3 separate regions of the Mus musculus genome follow, and regions 2 and 3 are each linked to region 1. The links are chromatin contacts, called in public capture Hi-C and promoter capture Hi-C maps. All regions are on one chromosome and are shown on one strand. The core of a region is the stretch at or near the end of the contact, and the rest is flanking DNA. Distances in the headings are between cores, read along the strand shown. Region 1 holds the start of 4930513N10Rik (RIKEN cDNA 4930513N10 gene). Region 2 holds the start of Mt3 (metallothionein 3). Region 3 holds the start of Mt1 (metallothionein 1).

The links. Promoter capture Hi-C pulls out the DNA fragments that hold promoters and counts their contacts. Capture Hi-C pulls out chosen DNA fragments and counts their contacts.
Region 2: a capture Hi-C map of macrophages shows a contact between it and region 1, with 5 times the contacts expected there. The contact joins the promoter of Mt3 here to the promoter of 4930513N10Rik in region 1. A contact is called at or near these places in 1 of 39 promoter capture datasets (pre-B cells) and 1 of 9 other capture datasets (macrophages).
Region 3: a promoter capture Hi-C map of liver shows a contact between it and region 1, with 2.8 times the contacts expected there. The contact joins the promoter of Mt1 here to the promoter of 4930513N10Rik in region 1. A contact is called at or near these places in 2 of 39 promoter capture datasets (the C10 cell line and liver) and 1 of 9 other capture datasets (liver).

The regions. Positions count from the first base shown.
Region 1 is chr8:95,804,284-95,808,684 of GRCm38.p6, reverse strand. It overlaps 4930513N10Rik (RIKEN cDNA 4930513N10 gene), which reads right to left and starts at 1,855. Exons shown (of 4, transcript NR_015574.3): 1 at 1-1,855. It overlaps Cnot1 (CCR4-NOT transcription complex, subunit 1), which reads left to right and starts at 1,240. Exons shown (of 49, transcript NM_001372353.1): 1 at 1,240-1,352.
Region 2 is chr8:94,150,385-94,154,785 of GRCm38.p6, reverse strand. It overlaps Mt3 (metallothionein 3), which reads right to left and starts at 2,179. Exons shown (of 3, transcript NM_013603.2): 1 at 1,956-2,179; 2 at 1,696-1,761; 3 at 638-885. The coding sequence starts at 1,986. The coding sequence ends at 776.
Region 3 is chr8:94,176,803-94,181,203 of GRCm38.p6, reverse strand. Mt1 (metallothionein 1) reads right to left here and starts at 2,115. Exons shown (of 3, transcript NM_013602.3): 1 at 1,866-2,115; 2 at 1,316-1,381; 3 at 877-1,102. The coding sequence starts at 1,893. The coding sequence ends at 1,011.

The DNA of each region.
Region 1 (4,401 bases), core at 606-3,105:
TCACTTCCAGAGGGACGGGCATCCTCTTCTGACCTCTGAGGACATTGTACATGCATGGTGCATAGATTTACATGCAAGCAAACGCCTGTACACGTAAAATAAGTAATAAAAGTCTTTAACACATCTCTTTAAAGTTCAAATAGTACTGGTATGAGAGGTTACGTCTATTATCATCTCAGTATTTTGGAAGATTGCAAGGAGCTCAAGGTCAATTTATGCTTCTTAGTATGTTTCAGGCCAGCCTGGACTACAGTTGGGTTAACTGAAAGAGACCTTGTTTCAAAACTCAAACAAAAAGTCTAAAAGATAGGAGGACACAGTGGATAACGTAGCCTTTTATCCAAGAAGCAAAAGGCATTGGCATCCTTGAGAATAGCCAAGAGCAGGAGGAGAACTTCTGTTTCTATATCTCTGCAAAGCGTCCCTGCTTCAAAAGACAAATGGAAAACAAACTTTAAAAGAGCCAGGATTAGGTGGGCATCTGGGAGACTACATTCTCCAGCATGCATTGCTGCTCTAGGGCGCAGACAGTGATGGAAGAGACCACGTTACTTTTGCGACAGGAATAGGCGGGGCGTGCGACTACATAACCCAGGATGCAAAGGACCTCAACTTTGCCCCGCGTCTGACGCCTTCTGATGACTGGTGCTCCTTGCTAAAGAGATCCGAGGGGTGGACAATGCTTCCGCTGGGAACCCGCACAGCCTCTCGGACCGTGACATTTCGAAAGACGAAGGAAAGTAGACGAGCATCACCCTGTCTCTAAGTTAGAGTAGTTTGTGCGCAGGGTGGCAATGCATTAACGAGCTCCCTTCCGTATTTTTTTGTTTCCCGGAGGCAATGACCAGCCAGTCCCCATAGGTCGAACACCTCGAAGGCTTATGTCTTCGAGTCCCAAATCGAAGTTCCCAACGTCTAACCATTGGCTTACACCCGGGTGCGCAGGCGCCCAGACTCGGACCCAGTCCCAGGGCTGATGAGCGGCAATTGGCCTGAGCCCCGCAAACTAGGAGTCTGGATTGGTGGTTGCTAGCAGGAGCCTGGTTTCTTCCTCGACTTCTGCGAGTGATTAGTGTGTGATTGGTTTAAATCCGCGGGTACCCATCGGCGATTGGACCGCCGTTGCGGTCAGCGCGCGGCCATTGGCTGGGCGCTAGGGCCATCCCTCCGCCAAAGCGGGCAGCGAATGGTGAAATGGGAACTGGGAGGGGAAAGGCCGCGACGTGAGCGCGCGACCTCGGGCGCCATTTTGTCGAGAAAACAAGCGGAGTTAACCGAAGAGGGGGGTCGAGGAGAGCCGGAGTCGAGGACCCAGGAGTTTCCTGTGTCCAGCGCTGCGGGAGCCGACTGAGGTGAGGCGGGCTGGGGCTGCGGTTGGAGGTGGCGGAGGCTGGGAGTGTCAAGCTCGGGACGCGGGTCCGGGTGGGAGCGGTACCGGGGGTGGGGTGGACTGGGGACCCTGGAAGCCTTTTCCCGGGGCGTCGGGACTCGGGCAGGCGAGCCGGAGACGTGGAGCCAAGGCGGGAGGGGACGGACTCGGCCCGCTCGCGGCGGCTTTGCTCTCTTGGAGAAGGGAGACCGGGGGCTCACGTTCCTGGATTCGGAGCGCCCGGGCGCGGGTGAGCAGCTCCGGAGCGGCTCGGCCTGGAGGCCTTGCCTGGAGGCTTCGAGGATGGCGGCGGCGGAGGTGGCAGTTCGGATCCCAGGGCCTCGGCTCGCCGCGCGCGCAGGGCTGCAGCCTCCTCGGAGCGCACGAGCTCCTCAACTGTCCCTTTCCTCCCGGGCTCCCGGATGGGGGGCTATGGGCGCGGGCGCCCGCGGCCTACCTAGGTTCCTCGCTGGGCGGGCGGGCCAGGGGGCGGGTTTGGAGTTGCTGCCGATTCGTAGCGCTTTCCGGGGACTCCCTCCCCTCCTGCGCCCCCCAGCACGTTGTCAAGCCCCTCGCTTTTGGCTGCTTGGCGGTGGGAGGGGCGGGCGGGCGGGAGTGAGCACTTCCGTGTTACCCTTCTCGCTACAGGTTTTTTGTTCCACTCGCGCGCCCCGGCGCTCGCACTTTCTAACAAGTCGATAGCCCCCCAACTTAAGTCACCTAGGTCCCTGTGCGGTTGGTAGTGTTGGTTCTGCCTGTCCCAACGCCCCCAACCCTCCAACCGGCAACTACCGGCAGATGCCCACCAGTGAGCAGAATGCTTGTGGGTCTTGATTTGGTGCAGATCTTGGAGAGATCTTAGGTTAAGCCTAAGGCTAATAAGCAAACACATTTGGCCATGCCACCAGGTCCGGGAGGGAGCTCACCCACCTGTGCTCACAGACATTACTTGCAGGAGGAGTGCTTTGTAGGTTTTGAAAAGAAGTGCTTTTCAAAGTGTTGTATGGAAAATTAAGCTTCATGAGAGGTAAACGTTCCCCAGAAGTCACCTCGACAAATATTACAGTCCCACCTTCCGTGGACATTTAATCCAGGCAGGCCTTGTATCAGTGAGCTCTAGCCCCAGATGTCGAGTTTCTTTGGGGCCTATATACTTCTTTTTCCTCTCTATTCAAAACCGAGTAACAGTACTTGAGTTTTCCGGTTTTGTTGCAGTTCGGTCCCTTGTGATTACAATGGAGAGGGGGGGGAACCCAACAACAATCAGCCAATAATTGAGTGGGTGTACTGCTTATTAGAGAAAATACCAGCATTTCCCTCCTGACCTCTCTTTGGAAAAGTAGTATACATGTGTGAAAATGGTGGAGGTAGAAATGGGACCTGTTTTCAGTGCTGTGTGAGGACATTACAGATGGTTGTCCCATGGCAGGAAGACCTGATGATAGCAAGCAGGGCCTTGGCCTGAATGGCAGGCAGGATGTTAGTAAAGGTTCTTTTTGCAGGCAGAGGGTCTGACTTGGGAATTTGGTTCTTTTTCACCTGGTCCTGGCTGTTTGTTTAGTGGAAGCAAGTCTAGAATCGAGGCACACACATACACACACACAAATCTGACCTTTAGCCGGGTGTGGTGACACTGGCTGCTTGTAATCCCAGCAGTACAGAATGGGGCATGAAGCTCATTGTGATTTCTTTACAGCCTGGGCTACATGTGAAAGCCTTGTCTCAGCAACAAAAACAGTGGGAAAAAACAAAGGCTGAGTGGGGAGGATCCTAGTCACTAATACCTGAAAGTATTTTTTTAAACCCAAGATTAAAATTTGTTGAATAACACACACACACACACACACACACACACACACACACGAGTGAGTGAGTTTAGCATTCTTGTGCCATAGCTCATGCGAGGAGAGGTCTAAGAATATGAGGAGTCAGTATTTTGACGCTTAGTGAAATGTAAAGGATGGATCTCAGGTCCTCATGCTTGTGTGACAAATGCTCTTACCTTTTGAGCCATCTTGAGGCCCTTAACAATTATAGTCTTAGAAGTTGGCTTTATATTCTTGGTGACTTTATTTTATTATTTGTGTGTGTGTTGTTCATATGTATGAGTACCGTGTGTTGAAGAGTTCAGCAGAGGGAGTTGGGTTCTGTGGAAGTGGGATTATGGTTGGGTTGGCTTGTAGTTAGGGTAGCCTCAAGTTCAGAGTCCTGTCTCAGATCACTAAGTGACAGTAGGGCAGTGTTAGATTGTAGATACTTATAGACTCTTCACCACATAACCCTGTTCTGTCTCTTTAAAGCACATTTATCGTGTGTGAGTGGATTTATGTTGGTATGGTGAGTACATCCCACAGTACTCATCAAGGGTAGAGGACAACTTTGAAGAGTGGGTTCTCTCCTACTGTTTTGGTCCCAAGCATAGACCGCAGGCAGTCAGACTCGGTGGCAGGTGCCTCTACCTACTAGTGCACTGCACTTGTCCCCATTTGATGCTTCTTGAATTAACCAAAATAGTATTTGCCCTTTTGAAATGGCGTGTTTGCTGACACACACACACACTCTGTATGTGTTGTTGGGGCTGAACACAAGACCTTAACATTTGAGGCAAATGCTCTCTACCCCTGAGCTGTGTGTTTTGCTCCTTGTTGGCACTCTCCCCACCCCAAGTACTCATTGTGAAGCACAAGCTAATCTTGGACTTGTCCTGCTGCCCCGCTTCCCAAATGTGGCCATCACTTTTTTTTTTTTAAAGATTTTATTTTATTTATGATATGTAAGTACACTGTAGCTGTCTTCAGCTGCACCAGAAGAGGGCATCAGATCTCATTACAGGTAGTTGTGAACCACCATGTGGTTGCTGGGATTTGAACTCAGGACCTTTGGAAGAGCAGTCAGTGCTCTTAACCTCTGAGCCATCTCCAGCCCCAGTGGCCATCACTTCTGTTTTGGGTCTATTTATTACTTACTTGTTTTGATTGATTGATTGATTGATTGATTGATTTATAGGCAGAATTTCTCTGTGTAGACCTTGC
Region 2 (4,401 bases), core at 930-3,429, 1.7 Mb after region 1:
TTTCTGGCAGCTCTGATGGGGCTGAGAGTTCTCTTTATTAAGGACTGACGGTTTCTTTAACTAAGGAAACAAGCAAGCCCTTATTACTGTTCTTTTCCTTGGGAAGTGGGGTGCGGAGTTGTAGACCAATTGCCAAACCAAATTGACTTTGAAAAGGGGCTGAGCAATCTGTGTTGGGGGAGACAAGCTGGCTACGGAAGGAGGTGACCTTGGAGACACAGTTCTGCCAAGATAAAGTCCGGGGTAGCCTGGATTCTCCTCCAGTATATAAAAGCTGGCAGTTTTTGGAGGAACAACTAGAACATTACAGAAATCACAAGCGTTTGGTGCCAGAGTCTGATTTTAATTCCCTGTAGCCCCTCTATACAGATGATAAAGGTTTCTAGGTTGGGCAGATAAACCTCTATGGGCCTGACCTGCCATCTTCCCTCTCTGAGCTTAGGTGGACTTCAGAGGAGAATGGAGTGTCACATGACGGTATCTGTGTGTGTGCACATGTGTGTGAGCACATGCACGTCTGTACTGTCTCCAGGGCTCTGTCCCGGTCCCAAACAGGTGGGAAGCCTAAATCTCCGGCTTGAGTGGCCTCCCCCACCCTTCCACATCCTTCGCACTTGAAAAAGAGACCAGTCTTGGGTTCATGTTGTGCATGGGATTTATTCACACCCCGGAGCAGGCAGCCGGCGGGGGGGGGGGGGGGGGGGAAGACAACAGTTGTGCCCCACCAGGGACACCCAGCACTATTTACATAGGCTGTGTGGGAGGGTCTGGGTCCTCACTGGCAGCAGCTGCATTTCTCGGCCTCTGCCTTGGCCCCCTCTTCACCTTTGCACACACAGTCCTTGGCACACTTCTCACATCCGGCAGGGCAGCAGGAGCAGCAGCCTGTAGATAAAATGTGTGTGTGTGTGCGCGGGCGCACATATGTGCCCAGTCTGATGTCGGCATCTGTCTCCATCAAAGGGCAGAGGAAAGCAGTATGGGAGGCTGGACAGTCATCAGGCTTTGCCCAGGACAGGTGGCTCTCCCTTCATACTGCCACATCAGGTCTGACTCAGCATCCATGGTACTGCAGTGACTGCCGGGCCTCTGTAGAGAGTCACCCTATAACTAGCACACAGCTCTTTGGGTGGGTGCTAGGGAATTCCCTGGGAATGCTGGGCTCAGGCCTGGGCCAGAGGGAGAGTTAGGTCTGGTGGAAAAGGCAAGCCAATGTAAAAGGTACTGAGACGGAATTGCAGCAGGGAAGGGGCAGGGATAATGTCGAGGCCAGCACATCCGTGAGATCTATGCATAGCCACACTCGAGAAGAAGAAAGCGCTGGTCCTACCTCTACACCTCACCCCAAGCATATTACATCGCTGAAATCTGGAAAGAGCAGATTGAGGAGACCCCACAAAGCCTAAGAAGGGCCAAGGCACTACAACTTTAAAGCTGACCCCCCCATTCTTCCTTGGGGATCCTCGGGCTCTGGAAAAATCGAAGAGTGGGGCTCAGCTTTCAAAGCGGCTATCTTAATAGCTTCCGGAAATTCATCAAAATATCCCCCTTACATTGGGTTAATTAACATTGGTTGTAATAGCCTCGGTATCTGAAGGTCTGCAGCAGGAAGCTTTGCTTCATAGTGTCTGGTGGGGGTGGGGTGGGCGCGGCGGGAGGTTATGGCAGGGGTTGGGGGTGGGGGGGTGCACTCACTCTTCTTGCAGTTCGTGCATTTGCAGCCCTTGCACTTGCATTTGTCCGAGCAGGTGCAGGAACCACCTAAGAGAGCACACGAAGAATTATACTAGGGAAACCTGGCGTCCCCATGCCTAAATGAAGATTATCATCATCACAGGGTTAAAGATGGGGGTAGGGGGAAGGGACTCCTCCCCCAAATGTCCTTGAGTGAAGACAGAGGAGTGGGTTCTTTGCCAGGAAAGGGCAAAGTGCTGCAGGAGGGGGAAGGGGCTCACCAGTAGGACAGGGGCAGGTCTCAGGGTCCATATCCAGTCCAGCAGCCGCCGTAGCTTGGTTCCTCCCGGCAAGCGGATGCGCTACGTAGCCAGGGCAGCAGGTGGCAAGGCTTTTATAGCCCCAGGCGGGGGCGCGCAAGCAGCGACTTGGCGCCCGCCCCTATGCACGCACAGCGCCTGCTCTCCGTGTGTGTGCACTGCTGTCCCGAGTCTCCACTGAGTGTAGGACCAAAGTAGCCTGTCCGCTGTCCACTCCTTGCCACTGCAGCCGTCTCCCTGAAGGTGCCTGCGCAGTACCATCTTTGCAAGTTGAGAGAGACAAATTAGTATTGCCCCTTCCCGTAGGTTCTTCTCCCTCTTCTCCCAGATTGTCTTGATCAGTTTGGTCCAAACGGGATGCTGAGCAGTGAGCCTGCTGCTGATCATCTCAGCAGCAGCAGCAGCAGCAGCAGCAGCAGCAGCAAAGATGCTCCCAAGATGCTTGAAGAAGGCTAGAAAGGGGAGACCTGACAGATCCTACCTGACACCTGCAGTTTGGTGGGAAGACTCGTGGCCTTTTCTGTCCCAATATTTCCTATAAAGCCCTTCTACAGGACCCTGAGCACCTCCTTAGCCCAGATAAATTTTACAGAGACACCCACTAGGGACCACCATTCTCTGTTTGGAGGTAGTTCGAGGTTGCTTCTCTTTGTTATTGAGACAGAGTCTTAGGTAGTCCAGTCTAGTCTTTTTTTTTATGTAACCAAGGAATTATACAAATTGTTTTGCAGCCAAGGAAGACCTAAACTCTTAATCCCTTCTGTATCCACCTGCCAGCTGCTGGGATCAAAGGTGCACACCACCGATGCTAGCTTTATTTTTTATTTATTTTGTTTAACTTATTTTTGAGATGGGAGTATCTCAAACTCTTAATCCTCTTGTAGCCCAAGCTGGCTGCTTTGAACTCAGGGTTCTCCTGTCTCAATCTCTTGAGTGCTGGGATAATGAATGTGCAACACCATACTTGGCCTCAGGGTTAGGCTGTCAGGGGTGGGATGGGGTGGGATGCCCTGGGACGAGGTGGGATGCAGTGGTGAGATACCCAGCCCTACTCTAATCGTCCATCAGACAGAACTGAGCTTCTATTCCAAATCTGAGCTGAACAAGTGGACTTCAAAATGGCTTGGCCAAGGAGGGGTGTGTTGGGGTATGTGACGGTGCACATGCAGGTACAGACCAGAGGACGACATTGGTGTCCTCTATCACCCTTTGCCTCACTGCCTCGAGATGGAGTCTCTGGCTGAACTGGATGCTTGCTGGTCAGCAAGGGTGGCAGGCTGGGGGTTCCCTGTCTTGCTCCCCCTCTCCCGGTGCTGCGGTACTAAGCATGTGCAGTTGTGCCTGACTTTCATGTGGATGCTGAACATCAGAACTCAGCTCCTCATGCTTGCATAGCAAGTGTACGTACCAACCGGGTTCTTTCCCCAGCCACCCAGGGTTTTCCTTTGTAGACCCAATACCCGTGATCCTTGAGGTTAAGTTTCAGTGGAGTTAAAAAACAAGGAAGAAAAGAAGAAAGGAGGAGAGGATGAGAAGGACCAGGAGAGGAGATGGAGTCTCCCTCCTGTGCCATTGAGCTTGAAGCTGGGGCTCATTCTAATGGTGGTGCCGAGTCATTCTAACAGTGCTGAGTCATTCAGATCTCAGGCCCCAGCGACTCTAGCTCTGGCTTTGAGTTTGTTTCCATTCGCCCTGCATGTGCTCCGGCCTCACACTTCTTCTTTGCTTTAGGCCTTGGACCTCCAGGGCTTATACAGCTTGCTTGATTAGGCAAGACTTACTGTCCAACAAGCCTTAGGGGCCCTCCGGTCTCCAGTACCTCAAGGCTGAAATGACAGAAGCATACTGTCACCTTTGGCTTTTTAATGTCAGTGCTTGGGATTGAATGCAGGTCCTTAAGCTTGCATGGAAAGCATTTTGCCAACTGAAACACCTCCCCAGCCCTGTGCAGTTTCTTTTTAAATGCCTTGCTTTGGGTCTCATTTTACAATGCTGAGAATGAAATCCAAGACCTCAAACCAAGTGAGCACTGTACCACTGAGCTAACCCACCGCCCCCGCGCCACCCCCCCCCCCGCCCCCAGCCCCCACCCTACTCAGGATTCAAATACAGATCTCAGTACCCAGTACTCCTAACTCCTCACCTCTGTCTTTCCTTTCGTCCTGGCTTTTGACACCTTCTAACAAATGCATGACTCACTCAACTGTCAAATTATCTGTGCCTCTTGTAACCCCCAACCTGAGCTGGTAACAGCGGCCATCTTTGTTTCTGTCCACTGATGTGTCAAAGAGCCTATGCTCCTGTCTGGTACCAAGTCCCATCCTGAACACACTTAGTTAATAAGGAAAGGAATGGAAGAAGCCTTTGCTGATTGGGTTCGTTTGTCCTGTGACTCTAGAACTCACTA
Region 3 (4,401 bases), core at 866-3,365, 1.6 Mb after region 1:
TGGGGCATATAGTTTGCTAGACCAAGGGTCCTCTCTTCCCAGTGATGGCCAACTAGGCCATCTTCTGCTACATACGAAGCTAGATACACGAGTTCAGGGGGTACTGGTTAGTTCAGATTGCTGTTCCACCTATAGGGTTGCAGATCCCTTTAGCTCCTTGGGTACTTTCTCTAGCTCCTCCATTGGGGGCCCTGTGTTCCATCCAATAGCTGACTGTGAGCATCCACTTCTGTGTTTGCTGGGCACTGGCAAAGCCTCACAGGAGACAGCTTTATCAGGGTCCTTTCAGCAAAATCTTGATGGCATATGCAATAGTGTCTGCATTTGGTGGCTGAATAGGAGATGGCCTGGTGACACAGTCACTCCTGTAATCCCAGGTACTTGGGAAGCTGAGGCAGGAGAATCAAAAACTCAAGGTCAGACTGGACTGCAGAATGAGTTCTAGGACAAGGTAAGCAACTTGTGTCAAAACAGCCAAGAAAGCCCCTCTGGAATCTAGTTCAGTGTTAGTCCCTGCCTAGCATACGAGACACCCTATGTTAATTTTCATACCCACCTCCTTATACCCAACAATGTGAGAGGAAACCAGAATCCAAAGAGAATATAAATGATAAGATTTTCTGTGCTTCCAGGATGGGACATCAAGTCTTCCAGGACCACCCTCCCTCCCTCCCTTCCCCTAACACAAGACCTGACCAGGCACACAGCTGTTTTCCATGAGGAAGCTTATGGGATAGCTTGGCTTTACCCAAAGACATTACCCCTCTGTGAGGGCCAGAGGCGGGAGGTAAAGGCACGAGGGGGTCCAAAACCAGATCCCCAGACTATCAAGTCACCCCAGTTTCTTATTGCCAAACCACACCAAGAAAACCAGAGTTAGACTCAAACAGGCTTTTATTATTCACGTACTCGGTAGAAAACGGGGGTTTAGTAAACAGGGTGGAACTGTATAGGAAGACGCTGGGTTGGTCCGATACTATTTACACGTGGTGGCAGCGCTGTTCGTCACATCAGGCACAGCACGTGCACTTGTCCGCGGCGCCTTTGCAGACACAGCCCTGGGCACATTTGGAGCAGCCCACGGGACAGCAGGAGCAGCAGCCTAGAAAGGAGGAGGAAGAGGTCAGCCTGGCTGAAGACCTCTGCTTCCTGTCCCCAACAGAGAAGACCTCGGTTTTTTTAAATAGTTCTCTGTATAGTTCTGTCCCCGAGACAATACAATGGCCTCCGGGAAGCAAAGGACATTTCTCAGAGCCAGTTTTGTAGGAGTTCCCCGCCCCTAGCCTTAGCCGCCACCCAAGGTGTCCCAACTCACTCTTCTTGCAGGAGGTGCACTTGCAGTTCTTGCAGGCGCAGGAGCTGGTGCAAGTGCAGGAGCCGCCTGGGGAGGAGAAAGAAGACAGCATGAGGGAGGCAGCATTACAGCAGTGGCCAACACCACGAGTCCCGGCTCAGTTCACTAAGTCCTCCTCGGAGCTGCAGGGAGCCTAGCCCCACTTTTCTCCTCACAGGTTAAGTCAGGGATTATGTCTTTGAGTCCCAAGACATAAAGGTCCTTCACCTCTTTCTTAATTCAAGCAATTCACAGTAAGTTTAGTAATGCCTGGGACTCAACCCAGATGTCCCCACTAACTGGGTGATCAGGAACCGGACATTTGCGCGTCTAAATCCTAGCCCCAACCCCGCCAAAGGACCCGTTCGACAATACTCGTAACTAATGAAGGCTTTTGCAAGAGCGGATTCTAGAAAGAACCGGAATGAATCGCCAACTAAAGGTGCCTATTCCCGCCAAGCCTCTACAACTCGGGGATTCCGCTCTGCGGTCCCAACTTGGTATTCTAAAGACCAAGGATCGGGAGTCTTACCGGTGGAGCAGGAGCAGTTGGGGTCCATTCCGAGATCTGGTGAAGCTGGAGCTACGGAGTAAGTGAGGAGAAGGTACTCAGGACGTTGAAGTCGTGGTGACGCTTAGAGGACAGCCTGCCCTCTTTATAGTCGTTGGACGAGTCCGGGCGCAAAGGGTTTGCACCCAGCAGGCGGTTGCTCCAGCCCACGCATAGTCACGCGCCCCGCGTCCTTGGCAGAGCCGAGCGCACTTTTCGGGCGGAGTGCAGAGCTCCCTGGAGCGCCAGTGTGCACAGCGGGACCGCCCCTTTGGCACGACTGGCTCGGATAGGACGACCCATGTGACGTGTGGAACATCATGTCCCTATAGTGCTTTCCCCGATATTACGGCCTATCGCTGCTCTGGAGTTTACGAGAACTCACCCCGGAAAGCCAGCTATCTCCGTAAACCCATTCGCAGCGTGGTAACCTCAGCTTCTCCTTTCCTGGAGTTCCTGAGCAGCGACCAGCTCCGCCCAGGTCTCTCTCTGGATCGAAGCTAGGAGAAGAGGAGACAGTTTTATAAAGACTAGCCTTGATTATTTTAGCCAACAGAACTCATCTCAACATTATTCTCTACTCCTGAGGGGGCTCATCTAAGAATGTCCAGGGCTGAGGGGTCACTCACCTTAACCCATCTGCTCTACTCCAGGCTGGTTTTAAAAACCAAGGTACCCTCCCTCCAGAGAGATCATTTTAGGTGGGGACTGCATTAGATAAAAAAAATAAAGTCAGCTATTTCTTTCTTTCTTTTTTTTTTAATGCTTCTGATTTTGAGTAACATTAGAGTCTGCTGTCAGGCAGGCCTTGTGTCCTGGGCAAGAGAACAGCTACACTGTTGGCTCATGCATACCATCACTTCTGAGCTATACGACTTTGGGCAGGTTTTTGCTTAACTGTGGTAGAACCACCACCAGCAATATGTCTATTATGCCAGAACCAGGAGTTAAACCAATTTCTCATTTAATACCTATAGAGAGATGCAAATTCTATTTACACACAAGGACAGAGGATTCAGAGGTTCAGTGACTTGCCCAGGCCATATATCCAGTCAGTAGTACAACGGCTGTGAACCAGCACTGCCTGGCACTAACGCTCCTGTATTTGTCCCACGTTCTCTTGCTGTGATTCTGTACAAAGTTCATCTGTAGGCAGAGAAGGCACCAGGTGCTGGGCTATGACACTCCCCCCCCCCACACACACACTTCCCCCTCCTCTTCCCCCTCTCCCTCTTCCTCCTCTTCTTCCTCCTCTTCTCCGTTCTTCTCCCCTTCTTTCTCCTCTCTTCTTCCTTTTTCTCCTCCTCCCCCCTCCTCCTCTTCCTCCTCCTTCATGGTGGTTTAGATACAAGTGTCTTTCTATTATCAACCCACTGGTTTGGTAGTATAATATTACCCAGGGCGTTTCTCCTTCCTCCGGATATTTCCTCTTGGAGGAGACAACACAGCAATACCCTCTGCGTGGGAAGATCCAAAAAAAAACCTTCATTTGGAACTGAGTCTTTATCTATACAGTTAAATTCTTGCCTTAGGGTAGCTCTTTAATCTCAGCTCTTAGAAGTCAGAGGCAGATGATCTCTGCAAAATTCAAGGCCAGCCAGGGCCACACAAATGAGATCCTATTTCAAAAGTTAATAAGGAAGTGATTAAAGATTAAAAAAAAAAAAAAAAAACAAGCCGGGTGTTGGTGGCGCACGCCTTTGATCCCAGCACTCAGGAGGCAGAGGCAGGCGGATTTCTGAGTTCGAGGCCAGCCTGGTCAACAAAGTGAGTTCCAGGACAGCTAGGGCTATATAGAGAAACCCTGTCTCGAAAAACCAAAAACCAAAACCAAACAAACAAACAAAAAAACCAGAATTCTTGCTTGACTAATGTTGGTCAGTTCTCTCCAGATCTCATGAATTTACTGGTTTTAAGTAGCTAAGGACTGGGCTTGGAAAGAGCAGAGGATTTCAGCCTGGGCTAGAGACAAATTCCAAGCACTCAAGGGCAACTCCTAAGCAGAGATCTCACGTCAGAGACATCAGTGATTCTGCAAAGGCAGGGACTGCTGGCTCCTAGGGTACAAGTCAGGCTGAGGTGTGCTCTGGCACAAAGATGCCCAAGTCCTTTATTCTGCCTCTTCCTTGTTTTCTGGATGCATACGGAGATGTTTCTGCTGGACCACATATAGTTGGTGTTTTTGCTTGTTTTATCAGTTTGTTATGTTTTATTGTCTATTGCCAAAACTGAGATCTGTAACAGATTCTTGGGCCTTTAGACCTCTTGCATAATATGATTTTTTTCCCCTTTTTTTCAGTGAGGATTGAACCCAAGGCTTCCTGATCACCAGGCAAGCATTCTGCACCTGAGTTTTGCCTCCAGTCCTTTACAGTCTTTTATTTTGAAAGAGGGTCTCACTAAGTTGTTCGGGCTGACTTTAAATGTGCTCTGTAGGGCTGGAGAGATGGCTCAGTGGTTAAGAGCACTGACTGCTCTTCCAGAGGTCCTGAGTTCAATTCCCAGCAACTACATGGTG